Linked DNA regions of Zea mays: region 2 is linked to region 1. The links are chromatin contacts, called in public Hi-C maps. All regions are on one chromosome and are shown on one strand. The core of a region is the stretch at or near the end of the contact, and the rest is flanking DNA. Distances in the headings are between cores, read along the strand shown.

What was found. Hi-C and Micro-C count contacts between places; a contact is called where the count stands out from the background.
Region 2: a contact with region 1 is called in a Hi-C map of leaf, with 8 times the contacts expected there. The contact joins the promoter of LOC100278365 here to the promoter of LOC100283787 in region 1. A contact is called at or near these places in 11 of 25 Hi-C or Micro-C datasets (bundle sheath, ear, endosperm and 5 more) and 2 of 3 datasets of contacts at active chromatin or transcription factors (leaf and seedling).

Annotation. Positions count from the first base shown.
Region 1 is chr10:91,827,426-91,830,680 of Zm-B73-REFERENCE-NAM-5.0, reverse strand. LOC100283787 reads left to right here and starts at 1,756. Exons shown (of 3, transcript NM_001156686.1): 1 at 1,756-2,204; 2 at 2,925-3,024; 3 at 3,126-3,255. The coding sequence starts at 1,897.
Region 2 is chr10:92,034,116-92,037,370 of Zm-B73-REFERENCE-NAM-5.0, reverse strand. LOC100278365 reads right to left here and starts at 1,711. Exons shown (of 1, transcript NM_001346016.1): 1 at 1-1,711. The coding sequence starts at 1,612. The coding sequence ends at 671.

The sequences.
Region 1 (3,255 bases), core at 507-3,006:
ATTTTTAGAAAAAAAAAGAGAAAGGAAAGCGAAGAACTGAGAGAGTAACACCTGAATTTGGTGGATATTAGAAAAGAAATTTTATAGCCCCAAATTCAGGGTGTTACAACGGCGCGGCGGTCCGTGACGGGTCGTCGGGTCGCCTAGCGGTGCTCGCTACGGTGGCGCGGACTATACGTGGCTCTGGGCCAGATGGTCTAGGACCCTACTGCAGGAGCGGGTCTTCTCTGCACGCTATCTAGATGGTTCGCGCTCTAGGCCAGACGGTCTGTGATGGTGCAAGGTCATCTTCTTCTCCTCGTAGGACCTAGACCCCACCCCTTGGGAGAGATCTTCGGGTGCTTCTAGTCGGCAGGTCACCCAGGGCGTCCCCAGACGATGTAGACTCACCTAGAAATTAAGTAATCAATTTGAGGAAGAGATCTTGAGTGAAGTAGACGAAGTAAATCTTGCTCATCAGGAGAGGTAAGATCCTAGGGTCGTCTTAGGGTCAGCAGACCATCCAAGACGGATCTAGATGACGTAGAGTCGAATAGGGGTGGGTGTGGATATGTGGAAAGCTACAACTAAAGCTACATTACATCTACTCCTAGGGCAAGAAAGGTAAATAAAGTAGATTGGTTCGTGTCGGGTACCCAGGAATAGGGTACCCATGGCGAGGCCCATAAACTTCTTTCTAGCCTGTTCACCGAGCACGACAGCGAGGCGGGGCGTACAACCAAATCCTCGATGAGCAAGTCTGCGAGGCAGTCTCCGCCAAGCAAGTCTGTGATGCGGGGTGAACGACCAAGTCTCCGCTGAGCAAGACTGCGAGGCGGGGCGAACGATAAAGTCTCCACCGAGCAAGTCTGTGATGTGGGGTGAACGACCAAGTCTCCGCTGAGCAAGACTGCGAGGCGTGGCATACAACCAAGATCACGCCAAACGAACTCGCAAGGAAGGAACCCAAGCCGACGTTATTGGTCCACGACGGCCGTAGCAGGACACATCATCACCAAACCATGTTTGTGCCACGCGTACAGTACCAAGGGGGCCACGACAACATAGTCTCCACGGTAACGACTCACGTACAATACGGACAGGACAACATGTCTAGTGCATACTCGCGCATGCTGGACAGTGACACAATGGCAATGATGGAAGATAAATCTGTTCTGAACACGAACCTCAACCTTACCAAGAGCACGTTCTGCAGGACCCATCAGGTACGGGCACCGTAGGCGTAGAGTAAGCTATAGAGACTCGCACGTCGGATGGACGAGACAGACATCACATGACCATCAGAAGAAACCATGCCGCACGGAGGCATGCCCTGAGAGGCTGAGAGTGACCCAAGGGGCCCACCACGTACTACATCACAAGACATTAGCTGAAGAACTCTCTCATGTAAAGACTGTCCATTGAACTATAAAAGGGAGTCCCTCTCCCTTTGTACACACAAGCACACGTGTTGTAACACGTCTCAAAGCAATATTTTGATAACACTACACTGGACTAGGGCGAAAGCCTGAACCAGTATAACCTAGTAAGTCCATGCATGAATCCCAACCAAACATAAATCTATTGTCCCTCGATTTATAAAGTCCTCGGCTTGCTTGCAAGTTAGGTTCCGCCGTAAGCAGAGGGAAATGTGCCTGAGCTTGGGCTTGTTCTGGGCCTGTCATCCGCGGCCCAACCAAAAATTAGCAGGCAACGATGGCGCGTTTGTGATTGGCGCCACGCGGCTTATCTTGGAGAATCCTGGCGAGCAATCACAGCCACAGCCCACCACCTTTGCTTGCTCTGCCCCTCCATCATCGCCAGCCTGCCAGTGCCGCCGCTACCGTAGTACCGTACCCTCAGCTAGTCAGCTACCTCCATCCACCAGACCAGACCATACCAGACCAGACCAGACCAATGGCCCTGCGCCTACCAATCTCATCGTCCCACGGGCTGGCCTCCACGCCGGCGCCAATCTCCACGACGACGTGCCGGCCGGCCGTCTTGGCGACGGCCGCGGCCCAGAAGAGGAGCCTGCTGCTGGCGACGGCCTCCGAGACGAGGGGAGTCGCGCCGGTGAGGTCCAGCGGGATCGAGACGAGCACGGTGGGTCTGGGATGTGAGGCCGTCACCGGGCAGGTCACGGAGGTCAACAAGGACACCTTCTGGCCCATCGTCGAGGCCGCCGGCGACAAGGTCGTCGTCCTCGACATGTACACCGAATGGTGCGTACACTACAATATATATATCTTCTTCTTCTTCTTCCATTCGGTCTTTAACGAATTTTAGTTTACTTACTACTAATCAAGACACACAAATAGATATGGTATGACACAAATCTAAAATCCAGGTGTTTTTTACTCTATTATTAGGATAAGGATATGGCTTAATTACTCTATCTTTACCTATGGCGGTGAGACGTTTCGTGGAACAGGACAACACCAAGAAACCAATCTTATTAGACGACCTGACGGAACTCACATCACAAAACTTTGATTTGTTTAGATCAAATGTCGACTCGGTGATCGATAGAGGTGCTTGAAATGGTATGGTTCGATTGAAAAAATAGTCATTTAAATTTATTTTTTATTTTAAAGGACATGTTATTATTGTAGTGCTAAATATGTATAGTAATAAAATACCAGTCAGAAAATAGATGGAGGCGTGAAGGGTTCACTGTTATTAATTAACCTTCACCATGCATTGTCATGACTAATTAAGATTTTCTATGTTGTGTGGTTGATAAAATTTATGTAGATATGAACCATCGGTTTGGTGAACCAAGCACAGACCTATTAGTTGTTTGCTTCTCATGCCTTGATCCAAAAAACAAAAACAGAAATTTATGGTGATGATCTCTAATGACAATAGATCTCACCTCACTAGCTAGATGATTGTGTACGTAGAATCTGAGACAGCAGTGTGTTCATTAACAATATTTGCAGGTGCGGGCCTTGCAAAGTGATGGCTCCGAAATTCCAGGAGATGTCTGAGAAGAACCTGGATGTTGTGTTCCTGAAGCTCGACTGCAACCAGGACAACAAGGTGAGGTAGCTAGCATAGCTAGGATATATAGTTATTACTTTGCATTGGCCGCATGATCTACCTCTTCTCTTCTTTATCTGTTGTTGTTGTTGTTGTTGCAGCCGCTTGCGAAGGAGCTGGGCATAAAGGTTGTGCCAACGTTCAAGATCCTCAAGGGTGGGAAGGTCGTGAAGGAGGTGACCGGCGCCAAGATCGACGAGCTAGCGCAAGCCATCGACACAGTCAAGTCAG
Region 2 (3,255 bases), core at 462-2,961, 210 kb before region 1:
ACAGTTTATCGCACTTCTGTTTACAAAACATGGATTTCATTGCTCTGTACTGGCTACATGCGTAAGGATCAACTTGTCTAATCTAGGTGTATCCTCCTTGACAAGCAAACTTAACAATTTGATAAAAAAAATGCAGCTTTTATATGTGAACCCATAACTTAATATGGACAGGAAACTGATGTGCAACAACAAAAACTAAAATAGGAAGGAAACACAAGTTCCAAATGTATAATAATTGTCACCATAGTGCAAAAGAACCAAATATACTGCAGAGAAAACTTCCTAGTCATGTAAGTGTATGGACATATAGAAATAAAACATCTCAAGACTCCAATAACAGGCTCATGCTAACTAGTCATGGCTTTAAACCTTCATGATACAAACTAGTCACAACTTTAAACATTTCATGCCAACAAGATCATGGATGGTGTTTTTTTTCCTAGAGAAAAGCTAGAATGAGAAAAGACCTAACTCAGCATACATATCAGGATAGTATCGTATAGACACGTATATGATACTATATCACACAGCCGTTCAATTTCTAGAACAAATGCAGATTGATCTGTGAATATGCATGTCTCATATTTTACTAGGTTAGATGGACTGAATCCCGTGAAACAAACAATTTATTCAACAAGTTTCTGCATGAATATCATCCCAAATTCAATAATCACTCTCGTTGATAAAAAAAATGCAACCAACAGTTAAACAGAAGTGAAATAGAAACTATTTGAATCAGATCCACTCCGTTATTCACATCAAAATAATTGTTGCTTGATCTATAAAAGCAGTAGGAACATTGTTTACCCATCAATTTCAAGTACACAGTAACAAGAACAACAGTACAGCTAGAATTGAGCATGTGAGTGTTGTTGATACCTCGTTGAGCTCTCTCTGCCGCGGCTTTCTGCTCGGCAGCAAGAGCCAGCTCAGGATCCACCCCGAAAGCTTGGGCGTAGGTGTTGTCTATCGGCGAAAACACCGCGCGGCGGTACGCCAAGAACAGCGCGGCCATCTCCATCCCAGGCACGGTGCGCGCGGCTTTTTCCGCCGCGTCTCGCTGAGTCACGGCGGCGTCCAGCAGGTAGTTGAGCGCCTTCCGCGGCACGAATCGCTGCCGTGCGGCCCGGATCTGGTCGAGTTGGTAGTCAGCGTCGGTGTCGAATGCCGGGACGTCGACCAGGAAGAAGTTGCCGTCGCTGGGGTGGGGACGGAAGGCGTCAGGAATGTCGCAAGGGCAGAGCAGCGCCAGCGCGCTGCGGCGGGCTACCTCGTCGACGGCCTCGGCCACGGCGGCGGCAAAGCTGCTGCGGGAGCTGCCGCCCTGGGCCGCCTTCTCGGTGAAGTGGTCCTCGAAGGGGACGAGCTCGCTGGGGTCAAACCACCCATAGCTCGAGTCACCGAAGAAGGCGACGAGGACGAGCCCGTCGCGGTGGCCGCGGTGTACCTCCTCGTCGTCGGTGAGGCTGACGCTGTAGATATGGCCAGGCCACCACGGATGGGACTTCACCTTGGCCCAGACCATGTCGCCGAACCGGGGGCCGCCGTTCGCCCATGCGATGCCGCGTCCGGCAGCAGGAACCATGGCGCCTCCAGCGGCGGGGTCGGACATCCTGTGGAGGGGAACCGAAAACCTAGATTTGGATGCAGGGTCGATTGGTCTGGGCTTGGGTTTGGGTTCCGGAGGAGGGTGGCCTGGGATCGGTGGAAGGAGGGACATTGTTGGTAATTTTTATTATTTTATAACTAGTGCGTTACGCGCGCGCCTGCGCGCGTAATTTTTTTTTTATACCAACAACGCAGTAGCAGTAGTACTACAAATTTAGATTACAATAAGTAGCAAGTTACATTGAGCTAGCATAATTTAGTGTCCAGTAATAATATATCTGAAGAGTTTACATAGGCATGTATAGTTGTACAAAGGTTCCAACAGGGGAGTCATATGTACATAAAAGTCTACTAACCAGAAGTGACAGTTTTCCTTGCATACACACATAGTTGTAGAAAGGCTTCAACATCAGGTTAATATATACATAAAAGTCTTGTGACCAAAAGTGATGGAGCCTTTTTTATGTGTGCAAGGTGCAAATGAGTCTGTTGATCAAAAGTGGCCTAGCTTTTCTTGCATAGACACCGTTTTAGGAAGGTTTAAACACCAGACTAATATGTACATAAAAGTCTCAGGACCAAAAGTGATACAACCTCATACCTGTATATAAATGAGAGTAGTATGTTAGTATAGACAACACTAAAGATTTTAATGCAATATCAGGATTATATAAGAAAGAACATTATTTAAAATGATAGAAACAGTAACATATTATATATCTATTTTCTCTTTCCCTTACTCCCCGACAAAGAACATTATTTGAAATGATAGAAACCCTAAACCCCAAACGACCCCTAGCTCCCCCGGGCTCGCGTGTTTTCTTGGCCAGAGGGGATCGGCACGGTGGAAGGATGACGTGGCAACTTCGTCGTTGCCGGCACGTCGGATGGAAAGATTGAGACATTCCCTTGCTTCAGTCCAGTAGCGATCCATCTTACACAACATGCCCTTTTTAAAAAGGTTTTTTACACTCCCATGTTGGAGCTCTAGAATCTTTGGATCCGCAGAACTTTATTATTGCCATTTTTTTTCCAGAATTATCTGCAACCCAAGATACCCTCCAGGCCTTCAATAAGCACTATAAGAGATACACCACTAATAATTAATTATAGCACCGGTTCTGAGTTTTCTATGACCTAGCGCGAGACTTAAAACCAAAGCCCCTGATACAAATATCCTCCTCATCATCATATTTAATAAAATAACACAAGAACTAAAGAAGTGTCGTTTTTGCAGCGTCCACCATACTTTTAGCTGGGTAAAAAGTATGGCAGACTTTGTACATGAAGTAGTGATAATCACCATATTTTAAAAAGTGACTAAAATGTTTGCTTGGAACACCAGTGTAGACTGAAGCTTAACATGCAACGATTCACTTTATTTGAAAAAAAAAGGTTCCAACCAGATCTAACCTAGTAGAAACTGTTGTGTTAGATAATTAAGGTATTGTTTGGAAGCAACCTAGTTTTAAAGAAACCAGTTTTTATTTTATTAGGTAGGAGAGCCTAGCTTCTTGGTTTAAGAAACTGTGAATTCAATTTGGATAAACTGGTATGTTTGGAACTGCATCAGTCTCTATAAACCATTTTTTTTTCAAACTAGGTGGTTCCAAACAAATCCCAAATTCTGTTGTTTGATTAGTTGAG